Regions from separate parts of the Mus musculus genome. Here all the other regions are linked to region 1. The links are chromatin contacts, called in public HiChIP or PLAC-seq maps. All regions are on one chromosome and are shown on one strand. Each heading gives the region's core, a stretch centred on a gene start, on an enhancer-like site or on the middle of the called end of the contact. The rest is flanking DNA. Distances are from core to core; before and after follow the strand shown.

Region 1 (4,811 bases), core at 782-3,281:
TTCCTTCAAGTTTACATTGAATTCACCACCATCCTTGGGGCATGTGTGTTCCGTTTTCAATTGTCTTCCTCTTTATTTTAGTTTTAGTTTTAGTTTTGTTTTTGTTTTTTTATGACACGGTTTTTCTGTGTAGCCCTGGTTGTCCTGGGATACACTCTGTAGACCAGCGTGGCCTCAAACGCAGAGAACCACCTGCCTCTGCCTCCCGAGTGCTGGGATTAAAGTGGAGGATTGACACCACTGCCAGGCAACACTCTTCTTCTTAAGTAGCAGAGAAATAAACTTAAAACTCAAAGTGTATTTTCAAAATCGGTTCCATAAAATCCTGTGTGATTTTCCTTAGTAGTGGTGGTCACATAGGGAGAGGATTTTCAATATTTACAGAGAAATGAAATTGATTCCTCAAGTAATTCACAATTTTACCACAACTCAACTATCTATCCTTCCATACACCTATGCCCCACTCATCTAGAAAGCACTGGTAATCATTATTAGCCATTGGCCACAATGTGGGGTTTTTTGTGCTGTGTGGCCCTAAGCTGGCATCCCCTGGGTTCCTTCTGAGTGCACTCAATGGGAGCTACTGGCAAGGAACAAAAGACAAAAGAAGACCCACCATCACTTGGTCTTCCCTACTGAGTGGCTGGTGACTTAATTCAGTGACATTCAAAGGAGCAGATGAAACAGGGAGACAGTCATAGCCTCCCTGCTGTAACAGGTCACAAACCAGCAAGTCCTGTCAAGTACCTGTCGTTGACACAGACCAGACTCCAGCAAGATTCTCTCATGGGAAACTTCAAGCATAATAGATTCCTGTGTGACTGTGTAAAACGCATTCTCCCTCATATCAAAATAACCACTCAAGGCAAACCACTTCCCAGATTAAATTGTAAAATCATTTAAACTGGCCTTCTTTGCCATTTCTTGAGCGTATGTTACTACATCTGTTTGCAAAGTCATGGGCCAGAAGCATTAATCATGCATGCTATCTACAGGGACTGCAAATGGGTACAACATGCTATAAATTCATGAGTTTAATTGAAGTCTCTCCACAATGGTACCCATGAGCATATTTTGTCACGCTGGTCATTATTATAGCTCACAGGGTTCTCAACTGAGTAAGGCACAACTGACGACTCCACCCCACCCCAGCAGCCTACAGAGCACCTCCCTGTACTAGGAGAGCTAGCCAACAGGAAGTAAGTGTTCTGCTCGGTACCCAGTTGGTTTCTGCATGCCCTACGGCCAAAGTATATGATGATTTTAGCAATGGGGTCTTACAATCAAGTACTGCTGGGTAACCAAGACTGATAGCTTTTATTGTTTGGGGGATATCTCTGGATACCCCTGATCAACAAGTCAGGGAGAAATGTCCCATACCTGGCCCTGGAGTTTCTATTTGGCAGCCTGTGATTTCCAAGAGAAGTACATGTCCTGAGCAGGCAACTCAAATGAAACAGGGAGGCAATCAGAAGAAACGTCAGTAGTCTGTACTGTTTTAGGGGTCTCTTACACCCTCCTGACCAATATCCCCAGCCAGGAACTGGAATTTTTATTAGCTCGTCTACTGTGTTTGGTTTCTTCTGTGAGTCTCCTCTGCTTCCGATCTTTTCCCCCCGCTTTCTGCTTAATTCTGTGTTCTTCTCCCCCCCCCCCTTGATTTTGCACTTCCTCATGAGATGTTCTCACCTTTCATAGGCACTACTTTTAATTTTGTGGTATATTGATTTACCATGGTTTTGGGAATTGAATTCACAGCCATGTACATGCTACCAATAAATAGACCAGTGAGGTCCATTCTCAGCCCATTGGACTGTTTTTAAATCACATTCTTAGTCATTAAGACAAATAAATGAGCACAAAGACATGAAAGCCCACAAGCCGGAAGTGTGGTGAGTCCGTGCCCCAGTTGTTATGGGGAAATTTCTATCCACACACACACAGAAATTGTCTTCTGTGAATCATCACATGCTGAGCTATTTCTATTCTCCTTGAGCTTTCTGGAATACATATTAGCCTCATTTTCACACAGACACACCCCTATTCTATTCATCCAAGTGATACAGAGCAAAAGAGAGGAGGGTTTTTAATCGGGTGTGATTAAAGAACGTATTTCCCCAGGACGATTGGATTTCATCTTACAGGTTTTAACATATACTAAGCGAGTAGAAGAGACATCAGTTATTCACGATGATTCAAAGCAACGTAAACCATGGGCAGCTGAAGCAGAATTAGTAAGCTTGAGTTATTAGTAAGATGACCTCATAGACTTTCAAGGTCACAGTAGCCTTCTACATCACAACACGGAGTATGTTTTCTAGTTAGAGGGAGCTCTTGCTTAGGAGCAAGTCACTTCTCCGCTGTTTTCCACACACTCGTACATCCTTTGTCTTGTTCAGTCTGCACAGCTCTTTTTCACACGAGGACTGCTGCCCCTACACTAGGTTTTCCAGCTCTCCTTATGGACGTCCACCGGCAGCTTGTTCATCGGCAAGACATTGGGTGGAAGTTTAAGACAGAGTCCTGTCTGTCCTCTTATGGTGCCATTTGGGGCTTCCAGGTGGATGGAGATCCCTCAACTGATCAAACTTTTTCCGACACTGACTGGCACTCACTGGGTCATGGTGAAGTACCTCCTGACCTCCAGATCAGACACTCCCGATTTTGTCAGCCATGTCTTTTCTAGGTACGCTCACACCTGTCTCCTTATGCTGTCTTTATAAGGTTTGTGTTCCCTATATACTGAGGGAAGAGATATTTATGGAAGTCTCTTAATGTGGACAAAATATATGTAAGTCTTCTGGAAGTTAACTCTATTAGGAGCATGTAGGTCAAGGAATGCTGCCAATGAGATCTAGTTTATCCATTGTAGCAGATAGAAGCCGATTAATTTTTTAGACCTAGGCTTGTAATGTTTGAGCTATCCCTGAAATGATGACTTGCTCTGGAGGTGAGGTTGAGGCAACTTCTGGGGATCCAGGGAACTCTTGCTGTAATGTTGGCAGCCTGGGGATTTATATGTTACATTCTCCAATCCAGAAAATACATATTATAAGCCCACTGTAGTGACTTACGGTATTGTGTTAAAATCAGTAAGTCAAAAGGATCTGAATAATACACACACACACACACACACACACACACACACACCATCTCTCCTTCATCTTTTCCAGTCGATTGATGGGCAGATTGAATATGACAAATGCAAAGAAAATACCCTGAGTTGTAATCCTAGAGACCTCCATATGGCAGGCTCTTCGTGTAGATATGCTACCTCTAGTCTGCAGCAACATATACTCGCTAAACTCCAGCTCAAAACCCAAAATGTATCAAATCCATTTATCCCCTTCCCAGGGAATCACTTACAGCCAATCCTCTGTATCCAAAGGGTCTACTCCTGCACATTAGTCTTGGATCTTACTTAACATCTGTGAGCTTTTTCTTGTCAGCATCCCTTAGCTGTATGCATAGAAGCTATGGGAAGCATTTGCATTGTTTCAGATGCTGTAAACAGCCAGATATCATCTGGGGTGTACAAGAAGATGCGCAGAGGTTAGATGCAAATACTTCACTGGTTTCTATCTTACACCTTGAGTATCTGTGAGGATGGGGCAAGAACCAGTTCTCTGATACCAAGGGACCACTCTAGTCTGTGCAGGCATAGCCTCTTGAAATGACAGTCAAGTGACATTATTCTCAAATAGAAAGAAAGAGTAAAATTTGGTTAGCTTGTTGTAACTGGTGTCAAATGATCCCAGGCTAGCTTATAATTTATAATTATATACAAGATTTCATAACATAGTGAGTAAAATGTAATCAGCACTAGCTCTATAGAAATTCAGGCTGGCTTGCATGCTTTTACTAAACAGCTTCTTAGCCTTACCTTTGCTTCAGGCATGTTGAGTAAGATCCTTATGTGTGACCAAAAATACTGTATGTGGAGTTTGGGATTATAACTGATGAGTTACGAAATCCGCGCACGCTATGGGAAGGGAGCGGGCTGCAGTGAGAAACTTTCCTTAAGAAGGACACAGTAATTATCGTGTTAATGTTTTACAGTTCTGCACTTTAGTAGTGTCTGACCACTCGTGTATTTCCTTAGGACGCAACCTTGTAAACATTTCTAGGGATACAGGAAAGGGAACTCTTCTACATGTTAGCAATGCATACACAATTAAAGAAGAGTTTGGGAGTGCACATTTAAATAATTTCAATTTTAAAATAATCAACTCTGTTTTGTTACTGTGCCGCTCAGGTAGTGGCAGGAATATGTGAGCAATTATTTTGAAATAGTGTCATGATGGCAACCCCTGCCGAGGCTACATTGTTAAAGGAACATTACAAAGGAGAAAATGTAGCTCAGGAGTCATCACAATGTTGCCAGCAGGCCCACTGTTCCTACCCTCTCGTCTACATTGTATATTTCTTCCACACAATAAGGTATGCAGTGTATTTAAATGAAATTGTAGAAGCTTTAAGTTAATGGAGTCTTACTTGTACAGTGAATATCTACTTTTCATTTCCTTCATTTAAAGATAGTACAGGTATATTAAGTGTACATTCTAAAAGAAAATATGGCATCATTTAGGTTGTTCACTATTGTCTTAAGCAGGGGTTCTCAACCTTTGGGGCTCGGAGTACCTTTTCATGGGGGTCAACTAGGATCATTAAAAAACACAGATGCCTACAATATGATTCATAACATTAGCAAAATTACAGTTATGAAGTAGCAACGAAGATAATTTTATGGTTGGGTATCACCACCACCTGAGGCACTGTCTTGAAGGGCCGCTGCATTAGGAAGGTTGATA
Region 2 (4,811 bases), core at 792-3,291, 850 kb after region 1:
CTGTGCCCGCCTATACTAAGTTTTAATCAAGAAAATGTCCAACAGGTTTGGCTGAAATGCAATCTAATGGGCGCATCTTCTCAACGGAGTCTGAGACTTGAGCTTAAAGTCAAGCTGACATCAAAGCAGCCAACGCACCTTGCTTTACAGCTTTTCTAGGAAAGTGTGCTTAACAAATCAAAAGAGCCTTGCCAGTGTAGCAAAGTAAAAACAAGCAACCCTGATTTCCTGAAGAACACACTTCCTATGTTCCCTCCTTCTGGTTAATATTATTCATAGCACATGCGTTACAATTTTTTTTCTTCCGGTTTTTCGAGACAGGGTTTCTCTGTGTGGCCCTGGCTGTCCTGGAACTCACTTTTTGTAGACCAGGCTGGCCTTGAACTCAGAAATCCGCCTGCCTCTGCCTCCCGAGTGCTGGGATTAAAGGAGTGTGCCACCACACCCGGCTACGCATTACAATTTCAAAATTGCTCATTTTGCTGAGTTTTTTTTTTTTTTTTTTCCAACAGTGCAGGACTTTGCTCCCTTTTATAATAACCACAAGCTTTATTAGGGCTGAACGTTTTCAAATGGCTGGGCAAAAGGAAACAAAGGTATCACTATTTTATGACAGAAAAATAATAAGAAATTCACATTTCTGTGTCCATAATTCGTTACTAGAGCGTGGCATGTTTGTCTCCATATTGGTCTTGGCTGCTGTCTTTGGTCTGAGGTATATATGAGTAGCTCAGCTGTGACCAGCTAACTTGTAAAGCCTGTGTGCTGTTTCTGTGCTGGTGTGGGCAGTTCCTGGATGTCGACCTCCTGCATAAGAGCGCTCAGATCATGTCTGCTCAAAGAACCATTACAAGATTAGGTGCCATCTTCTTCTTGTATTTACACTTAAAATTATTTGTAGTTACTTTCACTTAAAATCACTTGTAAACACTAGGCAAGAGAAACTTACTGGTAGTTTTGTGGACTTAAAGATAGAAGGACTAGCAAGGGTTTGTTCATGGAGATTAGAATAATCACTGGGACTTTCAAAGGGATTTAAAACAGGGATCCTTCCTGGAGTTTCTGGTGTTATTTGCATTTTTAATTCGCTGACATCTCCCATAGCCCAGGAAGCAAACTAGAAAGAAATCAAAAGTACACATATTAAAATTACTGAATATCATAGATATTAATCCCGACAAAATACATTCAACATCTCACTCCAAATCGAATCCTCTTGGGGTTAAGTTTCTATGGTTTACAAAGGAGAATCAGCCCTGCACGTTTTCTCAGATGATCCGGAGCCGAGCCTTGGGAGCTGGGGAAGGTACGGCAATGCTCCTATCACTTTTTCAGAGGAAGCAACGCATGCACGGAAGTTATGCGGCATATATGAAGCAGCCAACCGGTTATGAGTGGGCTCTGGTCCAATCTGATTACACCAAAAATAAGTGCCTTTCCAACCAAACGACTTCTATTTATCGTTTTCCTTATTCATCATCTCAAGACAAAACCGTACGAACACCGTCCGGATACCCAAGTAATTCCACACAGAACTGCAATTTTTACTACTGGCACGTTAGTCCTCACTTGAACAGGGTGAGTGACAGGCTGGACCCAGGTGGGGATTTAAACTACTTTTCCTAAAGAGCACTCCCCCTCCGGGATCCAAAGGCACGCTGCATTCCTTCCAAAGAGGGTTACAGCCAGAAGGGAGATGGGGGCGGGGGTGAAGAAGAAGAAAAGAAAAGAATTTACTTTTGTAAGATCAAAGTTGAGCGGGCTCCCTCGGAAACAGCAGAGACGTCACTTCCAGCGACCATTCAGTGTCCAGGCGCCCTCTCTCTCTGCTCCCCTTCACACCTAGGCGAGCTCACAGGTACGTCTGGGGCCAGGAAACCAGAGCGGTCCACCTCGAAGCAGGAGTCCAGGCCTGGGGCCACGGAGAACGTACCTACACTCGTGGGCAACGTGGAAGTTCTAGCATCACCCTGCAGATGCCCACGCCAGGCGCCGACTCTTTAACTCCCTCCGTGCTCTCCGGCCAACCAGGGCGCGGGGCGGGGAGAGGTCACCGGCCAATCGCGTCCCACCGCCGTCCGCGAACCAGCCAATGGCGTCGAGGCGGCCGGGTGAATTCGAACGCTAACTCCTCGCTCTACGTTCCGCGCAAGGGAACGAGGCTCCAAATTCAAATCAACGCGGTCCGGCGTCGGCGCTCGGCGCTCGGCGCGAGGGGGCGTGGCCCGGGCGGCGGGGGCGTGGCCTGGGCGGTGCGAGCGCCGCCGCGCGGTGTGTGGGCGGGGCCGAGCGGCGGCGGGCGCTCCAGTTCCGGGTCAGGCCTTCTCCCACCGGGGCGGGGGCCTCTCCTCTCCATGGCGAGCGGTAGCGGCCCGGGCGCGGCGGCCTCGGCCAACCTGAACGCGGTGAGGGAGACCATGGACGGTGAGTGCGCGTCGTTCTCGTCTGACCGGGCCTGCGCTTCCCGGCGCCGAGCCCCCGGATGGAGGCGTCGTAGAGGGCCCCACGGTCCCCGCGTCGGCCTCGGCGGTATCCTGCGAGGGGACGGGGAAGGGGACCCGCCGCGACCTCGAAGCTGGCGGCCCCAGAGCTCCGGTCTTCCGCTGCGGCGGAGTTTGGCGCGCGCGGGGCGTTCCAGGCCTCGCGACCGCTGCCTGCGAGCCCATCCTGGGGCCACGCGACCCGCCAAGTGTCTGGCGCCTGCTCGTGTCTGGCGCGTGCTCGTGGCCTGGGGACCCGGGGCGAAAGGGGTCGTGGACCTTTTTGTCCACGCGGTGAGCTCAGTTCCGGGGCCCAGGCGTTTCAGTAACGGGTTATTTGTTTCCAGTGATTGAGCACCACTCCCCGTCACCATCTCCCACTCCTTAGATCGGGCGACACGGGTGACCGCGGTTGTGGGTGTGTCCGCGCCCGCTGCCTGATAGGTAGAGCGCACCCAGAGGTACAGAAATAAGTCTCAGAGTTCCCTTCTCTCTGCTATGGTTCTGCAGCTTTGTCCCTCTCGGACCCAACACTTAGAAAGTAACTATTATTCGTAAACAATAAAATAAAGTTGTAGCTCCGGGTATTTAAAATAAGACAGCCAGGTAAAGTGTGTGTCAAGTGATCGGTTTTATTTGCTTTTTCTTTTGCGTTAGCAAGCATCTTTCTTTGTCTTAATTTTACACGTTTCCATCTACGTGTGGTTCTACATGTCTGTTTTGGCAGTGGCTTTGATGGTTTCCAGAGGTTACCCCCTCAACATCTTTCTCAAAAGATAACCTTACGCTTTGCAGTGGTTTTCCCCACCTAATTGTTTGCCACATTGTTCTTTTTCTGTCTCCAGCCTGTCTTTTTTTTTTTTCTTTTTTCTTTCATCTTAGATGTTCCACGGCTTATTGTTTTGTAAAAATAAATGTATGTACACAAGGGTACCGTTGTGGTTTTTAGGTTGTGTTGTTCTGAGATAAGACTCTTGCCTGTGTAGCCTAGAGTGACCTCAAGTTCCTGAGCTTCTCTTTTTGCCTCTGGAGCGTCCATGGGGTGCTGGGTGCACCAGTGTGTGTTGTGAGTAGTGTCTGAAGAGAACTGGTTAAGTTGGTGGGCCTGCTGTGAGGGCTAAGGCTTTGCATCCCAACCTTTTGTGAGAGAACGTGTTGTAAAGTAAAAAGTACACAGTATAAAAACATTTAAGAAGTTTGTTTGCTTTTTTAACGAAGTAAGAGTATGTGTGAGGTTTTAGCCCATTTAAGTCATTGTAAAAGAACCAGCATGAAATTTTCAGTTTGGATCTTCCTTTGATAGCAGTTTTTCTTGAAGCTCAAATTTTTTTCTCCTTATCATTTTGCTCATTTCAGGTTACTAACAGTGACTTTAAGCTTTTCCTGTCAGTGGTTGCTAGGTTAGTGGGACTCACCTGTAAAGTGTTCTTTTCAATTTCGAGGGCAAGCAGGTATGTAACTTTGCACATGTTGTGGGAGGAATATGATTTTTCCCAGCCGTACACTCACAAACAAGACAAGGAAGTCTCTATCGATGGAAGAGAGGTTTTCCCTATACGACAGGAGCAGGAGGGAACCACGGTGGGGTTTTGAGGCTTTTGAGGAAGCGCATTGCTCTGCAGAAATGCACCATCTGCCATCCCAGGATGGAGAAGCACCCGCTGTGTGGGGAGCTAAGATGCTTCTATTAACCTTTGTCCTGAGAACTTGGGTCGGATTGAGAGGTGTCAAGGAGCTTGTGACCAGGAAGAGCTTCCCATCTGCATCCAAATGTCACAAAGTACAAAAGGAGAAAAGAGAAAGGCGTTATACGTAATGGTTATGAAATCTAATGGCGGCAGGATACCTGGTGAGCCCATGCCAAAGTGTCCCCCTGAGAAATCACACCATGCAGCAGATCTGGTATAAAGGGGGTTTGTTTGGGGGACAGGAGAGGAGTGAGGGCCTGGAGAAGGGGTAGTTGGACATATAAGCAGGCGCGCAGGTGGGAGTAGAGCCATGAGGACAGAGAAGCCGTAGCAGAGGACAGGAAAGGAGAAGGAGACGGCAAGAGAGAAACACAGAGTAAGAGAGACTGAAAACATAAGAGAACAGAGAGTGACTGGAGTGGAGCACAGTGCACAGAGCCTGAGTTAACACAGTCACCAGCCAGAGACCCAGATGGGAGGGGCACAAAACACCCACAGTAGTAGAGGAATACAACACCATGCTCCCTCCCACAGGGCTGGAGGACAATGCCATTTTACCAGCCTGGGTGGAAAACACAATTTGTGAAGCAATGGGTAGAGTCTGTGGGAGGTTCTTACCTTAGTAGCAGCATCAGTTGTTGGC
Region 3 (4,811 bases), core at 1,122-3,621, 720 kb after region 1:
TCCTCTTAATCTGTACACTTACTTGAACCAAGCCGGTACTGTCCACATCTCAACACCTTTGTGTTTGCTGTTCTACTTCAGCAAAGCAACCTGAAGAGATCAAGTCTACTCTGCAGTGGAATCAGAATGCTTACCTGTCCTCACAGCAGTGGAATCAGAATGCTTACCTGTCCTCACAGCAGTGGAATCAGAATGCCTACCTGTCCTCACAGCAGTGGAATCAGAATGCCTACCTGTCCTCACAGCAGTGGAATCAGAATGCTTACCTGTCCTCACAGCAGTGGAATCAGAATGCTTACCTGTCCTCACAGCTATCTGGGCCTGGAACCTGGCTGCATTTGTCCTTATGATATACTTATAATCAGCTCTTTAGTTTTCATAAGCGCCACCTATCCATTACACACTACTTTAAAACAATAACAAAAAGTCAAAGAAAGGCTGTTTAACAGAAATGTAAGAGCTAGAAGAACAAAGGGAAAGAGAAGCGAAAATACAGTATTATGCAGAAGGTTGCCAGGAAGTTAAACGGCAGGAATCTTGATCTTAAGTTGGGCCTATGGGGAGAGCCCAGACAATAGTGTTTGCCCTGCAAAGCATGACGACCCAAGTGCCATCCCTAGAACCCATGTAACAGAGCAGGGTGGGGTGGCCTATGCTGGAAATCCCAGCACTGGAGAGGCCAACAAAGGCAGATCTTTGAGGCTCCCTGGTCAGGCAACCTAGCACGCTAGCTAAAAAACCGTGTGTCAACGGAACAGAACAAACCCCATAGATAGCACCAGAAGAACAACTCTTGAATTTGTCCCTTAACCTCTTTTACCTGCCTACAATTGTGCACACAGCATACCCAGCACAAATTAAGAAAAGGAAAAAAAATCTTGCAATAAGGTCATAATTCCTAGGAACATTTACTGAGACCTTTCCCTGTTTTGCTTTACCTTTCACCTCTCCAGCTCTTTGAGAGAGGAGCTTTTCTAGGTTTGGCTGGCCCTGGAACTCACCGTGTAGGAAAACGGGATCCTCCTCTTCTGTCTCCCTAGTGCTGAGATTACACAGGGCCACTGTACCAGGAAGCATGGGCTTTGTCGTCTACCTCCCAACCTTCCCTTCCGTACGGAATGGAAGTGAATACTGACTTGAGGACCCTGCTAATGAACCTCGTTCTCCCTATTATGAATCTTTTATTTAATCTCAGTTTTTCAAACAAATGACAAATAGCAGAAATAACTGGTTTTTAAACGTTGTCTACAAAATATTCATGGCTTATACTACATTAAAACTGGACATGGATTTGAAGCACAATGACCTAATCTCATTTTGTAGACAAGCAGTATACAACAAAGTACCCAAAATATATTTTATTCAGTGGTAATAGTCATGCAATCACCAGAACCAGGAAATGACCACACAGTAGGACCTTTCCCAGCTGGTCTTGTTTGGAAGCAGGCCATAAGATAGCTGAGATAGAGCATCTGTCTGTACACAGCAGGACAACTGAGTATAAAGAAAGGGCTGGAGCGAGCTACTGAGCCCAGGCAGGCTGGCAAAGCTAAGCACAGTGGCAGCATGAGGCAGGCAGTCTCAGGGCAGAGGGTGGCCTTCCAGGGCTTCATGGATGGGCCAGCAGAAAGAATCCTGTGCCTCACAGTCTTGGCGAGGGCTGGGAAATCCTGACTAGGGATTTTAGTTCTAATGCTACAAGCAATTGGGGTCAAAGCCTTCTGAAAACCATTCTGTTCTTGAAGGCTGTGCTTCAACATGCCAGTGTCCCTGGGTCTCCAGCCTTCAGTGGATTTACTGTAGGAAATGGGCTGATGAGGGCAGATGCTAACCTGTCTAATACAATGAGAGTCAGCTCTCATTCACAGGATGACTGCTGCTTGTATTTCCATTATTGGCCTTCTTCACAGCACAAGCAATTTACCAAATTTCTCTTGAACTCTGTAAGTAACTAAATCAATTCTTAGGATAAAAACTTGAAACATTACAGACATCTTTACCACTACTTTCAAATCCATTTCTCCTTGTAGAAACCATCAGTTACCAGCTTTCTTTGTAACTTTCTAACCACTCCCTCCTCCCCAAACATGCATGTGTCACGTATAGGACGGACTCCAGTCTCCTTTGTTAAACAGATGGCATCATACTGCATTACTCTTCTTTATCTACAACCCCCTTTCCAGTTTATGTGCCTTGGACTACTTTATGTCTGAAGCTCATTCCTTTTACATTAGTTTACAATGTGAATACAGTCATGATTCATTTCATCTCATTTGCTAATTCTAAGCTGAGAAACATTTACAGAGTGCTGTTGACAGACATGCTGTGGATGTTTGCACTGCTCCAGAGAACACTGCAGTAACTGCCTGCTAAGCACAAGTCAATGCTCCAATCCTCAAGTAGCTCTGCCGGGTCACAGAGATGTTGGTACACTAGCTGGGTGTGGTGGCACACACCTTTAATCCTAGCACTTAGAAGGCAGAATAGGCATATCTCTGAGTCAAGGCCAGCCTTGCCTACACAGTTCCAGGACATACAGGGCGACATGGAGAAACCCTGTCTCAAAAAGAAACAAACAACGCCCCCCAAACAAACAAAAGAACCCTTTGGTATACTGTACAACTTAACTTAATAGCTATATCAACTTAAAATGCTACTAGAAGCATATAAATTATAGCTTCCCCATATCTTCACAAATATTTTCATATAAAATGTACCTATAAAATACTTGCTATGTATATTTTATGAATTAAACCTTCAAATAGTGCCTGCCAGCTTTCCCTTTGATGTAAATTACAAAAGTATTTTTATGTGTTGAAGACATCTACTTAGTAGTGGAGGACTTGCCTAGTGTTCACTCAGTCCTCAGGAAAACACACGCAGGCATGCATATATGCATGCATGCACACCCCGCACAGCAAAACAAAACCTTCCACAGTGAGTCCTTTTCCCAGTGGTATTTTCATCTGTGTTATGATTTTCGCCTGTATTAGAAGAAGATCCTCTACATCAGACCTTTAGCCCCCCACCCCCCATTTCTCGCCTAGTTCCCTCTTACCAAACAGCCCTGGTTTATTTGCCTAAAATGATGAGCTTCCTTCTGAATCATCTCAACATTCCCCAAACCAAAATACATGTCTTAAGAAACCAGGCTGCTCCATGGACCCCACCAAGCAGCGTCGGCACAGATTAAAGCTTGTGAGCCACTAATGCTCTAACTTTAGTAGAGAATATCCTCATTTGTTTCCTCATGCTCTGAGATACTTCTTTTCAAAGGAGAAGACCGATTCATATCTTCACACACAGTAAGATACTAGGCGTGGAGGTCACTATCCTCACAACAACTTAAGTTATGAGAAAGAGGAACATATCCTAAAATATAATAGGATTGTAAAAGGATATCTTGGTAAAGGAGGGCAGAAGGAAAATTTACCTCATACGGCTTGATTTAGAGGTAATTTTATAAAAAGCAACTCAATTTTTGATAAGGCAAATTTTAAAAATAGATATTAAGTATTTTTATTTAAATGATCTGTTTTGACTTTATATATAGCCAGCCCTGGTGGTATACACCTATAATCACAGCATTTGGCAGGTAGAGGCAGGGAGGTCAGGAGTTTAGGGTTATCCTTAGTTACATAGTGAGTTCAAGGCTAGCCTGAGGTATTTGAAATACTGTCTCAAAAAACTCAAACTAAGACTAAAAAATAATTACTGTTTATAGGGATTCACTTCATGCTGATGTTAAAATAGAAAACACTATGTGATATTGTACTTTCCTCTAAACCTACCTAGAAAGCAGGTCAAGCATTTTATTGAGAATTGCAGGAGCAATGACAGGAGCTTAAGCACAAACACAAAGCTCTGGTCACATAGGTCTTCCCTGCTGCACTATGGAATTTTCCAACTGAAAAGCAATCAGGTAAGAAAAACTCCCGTCAACGTGGCAACAATGACTGCTACAGGGTACAAGAAAAGCATTTGAAAGGCGGTTGCATATTTGTGCAAATGTTTCTGTCATTTACATTTCTTCAACCAGTTAGCTTCCCAGCTGTAATACTACATCTGTCATTTTTGGCTTACAAACTAATTCTTAAATGAATGTGAGAGATGGTTTTTGCCGAGTTAAAAAACGCTGAGTATGTTTAACAACTGTACCATGGACTTATGAGAATTTCAAGCACGCATTTAGAGTAATTCGATGCATCTATCATATCATGATCAAATAAAATTGTAAGGGCATTAATAAAATAAACACTATGTAGTAATATTGGTAATAACTTAGTAAAGTTGAGGCAAAGAAAAAGAGGTTTTCCGGGTATGTGAAGATAAAAGTACTTAACTGAAAGAAATACAAGAAAGGAATGCTGTTTTAAAATAAACCAGAGCATGAAGGACAAAACTTTTAAGGTAAAACATTTATAACAGTATTTGAATGGTGTGCTGCTGTCTAGTCTGTCTTTTTGGGAAACATGACAACACTGACCATTTCAGCCTGAACGCTCCTTTGAGCCAAGAGCATTTACTGTATCTGTGCCTCACACTCAGCTACATCCCACAGTCCTTTCACTGTGTGTTTAGACCGGGCTACACCAACAGAGGGACTGATCTAAAACCACCACTAGACTTGCTGGTATCCCAGCTGCCCCAGGTACTCAGGAGGCAGGAGGACTACAGGTCTGAAGTCAGCATGGACAACTTAGTGAGTGAGACTTAGCAAAGGGAAACAAAACACAACGGGTGGGGGGTATAGCTTGGTGCTTTCTTGCTGACCAAATAAACACTGTGTCTTAGGTTCAGTCCTTAGTACT

What was found. HiChIP or PLAC-seq counts read pairs in DNA pulled down with a chosen protein or histone mark.
Region 2: an HNF4G HiChIP or PLAC-seq map of pancreatic cancer cells shows a contact between it and region 1. The contact joins the promoter of Bora here to the enhancer-like site in region 1. A contact is called at or near these places in 6 of 39 promoter capture datasets (the 3T3-L1 cell line, the HPC-7 cell line, cranial neural crest and 3 more) and 8 of 115 datasets of contacts at active chromatin or transcription factors (astrocytes, craniofacial prominence, embryonic limb bud and 4 more).
Region 3: a contact with region 1 is called in a FOXA1 HiChIP or PLAC-seq map of pancreatic cancer cells. The contact joins two enhancer-like sites. A contact is called at or near these places in 1 of 484 Hi-C or Micro-C datasets (nephron progenitors), 2 of 115 datasets of contacts at active chromatin or transcription factors (neural progenitor cells and pancreatic cancer cells) and 2 of 9 other capture datasets (embryonic stem cells and liver).

What each region holds. Positions count from the first base shown.
Region 1 is chr14:99,894,986-99,899,796 of GRCm38.p6, reverse strand. All of the region lies in intron 6 of Klf12 (Kruppel-like factor 12), which reads left to right. Among named protein-coding and RNA genes, the nearest start is that of Gm22970, 120 kb to the right of the region's middle. Within about 2 kb of position 2,031, at least 16 of the 459 cell types and tissues checked have an H3K27ac peak or open chromatin away from gene starts, as enhancers often do. A contact at or near this core is called in pancreatic cancer cells, where this site is marked.
Region 2 is chr14:99,043,607-99,048,417 of GRCm38.p6, reverse strand. It overlaps Bora (bora, aurora kinase A activator), which reads right to left and starts at 2,041. Exons shown (of 12, transcript NM_175265.5): 1 at 1,738-2,041; 2 at 950-1,117. The coding sequence starts at 1,102. Mzt1 (mitotic spindle organizing protein 1) reads left to right here and starts at 2,282. Exons shown (of 3, transcript NM_175245.4): 1 at 2,282-2,424. The coding sequence starts at 2,355.
Region 3 is chr14:99,171,896-99,176,706 of GRCm38.p6, reverse strand. The region is part of intron 10 of Pibf1 (progesterone immunomodulatory binding factor 1); the gene reads right to left. Among named protein-coding and RNA genes, the nearest start is that of Dis3, 75 kb to the right of the region's middle. Within about 2 kb of position 2,371, at least 32 of the 459 cell types and tissues checked have an H3K27ac peak or open chromatin away from gene starts, as enhancers often do. A contact at or near this core is called in pancreatic cancer cells, where this site is marked.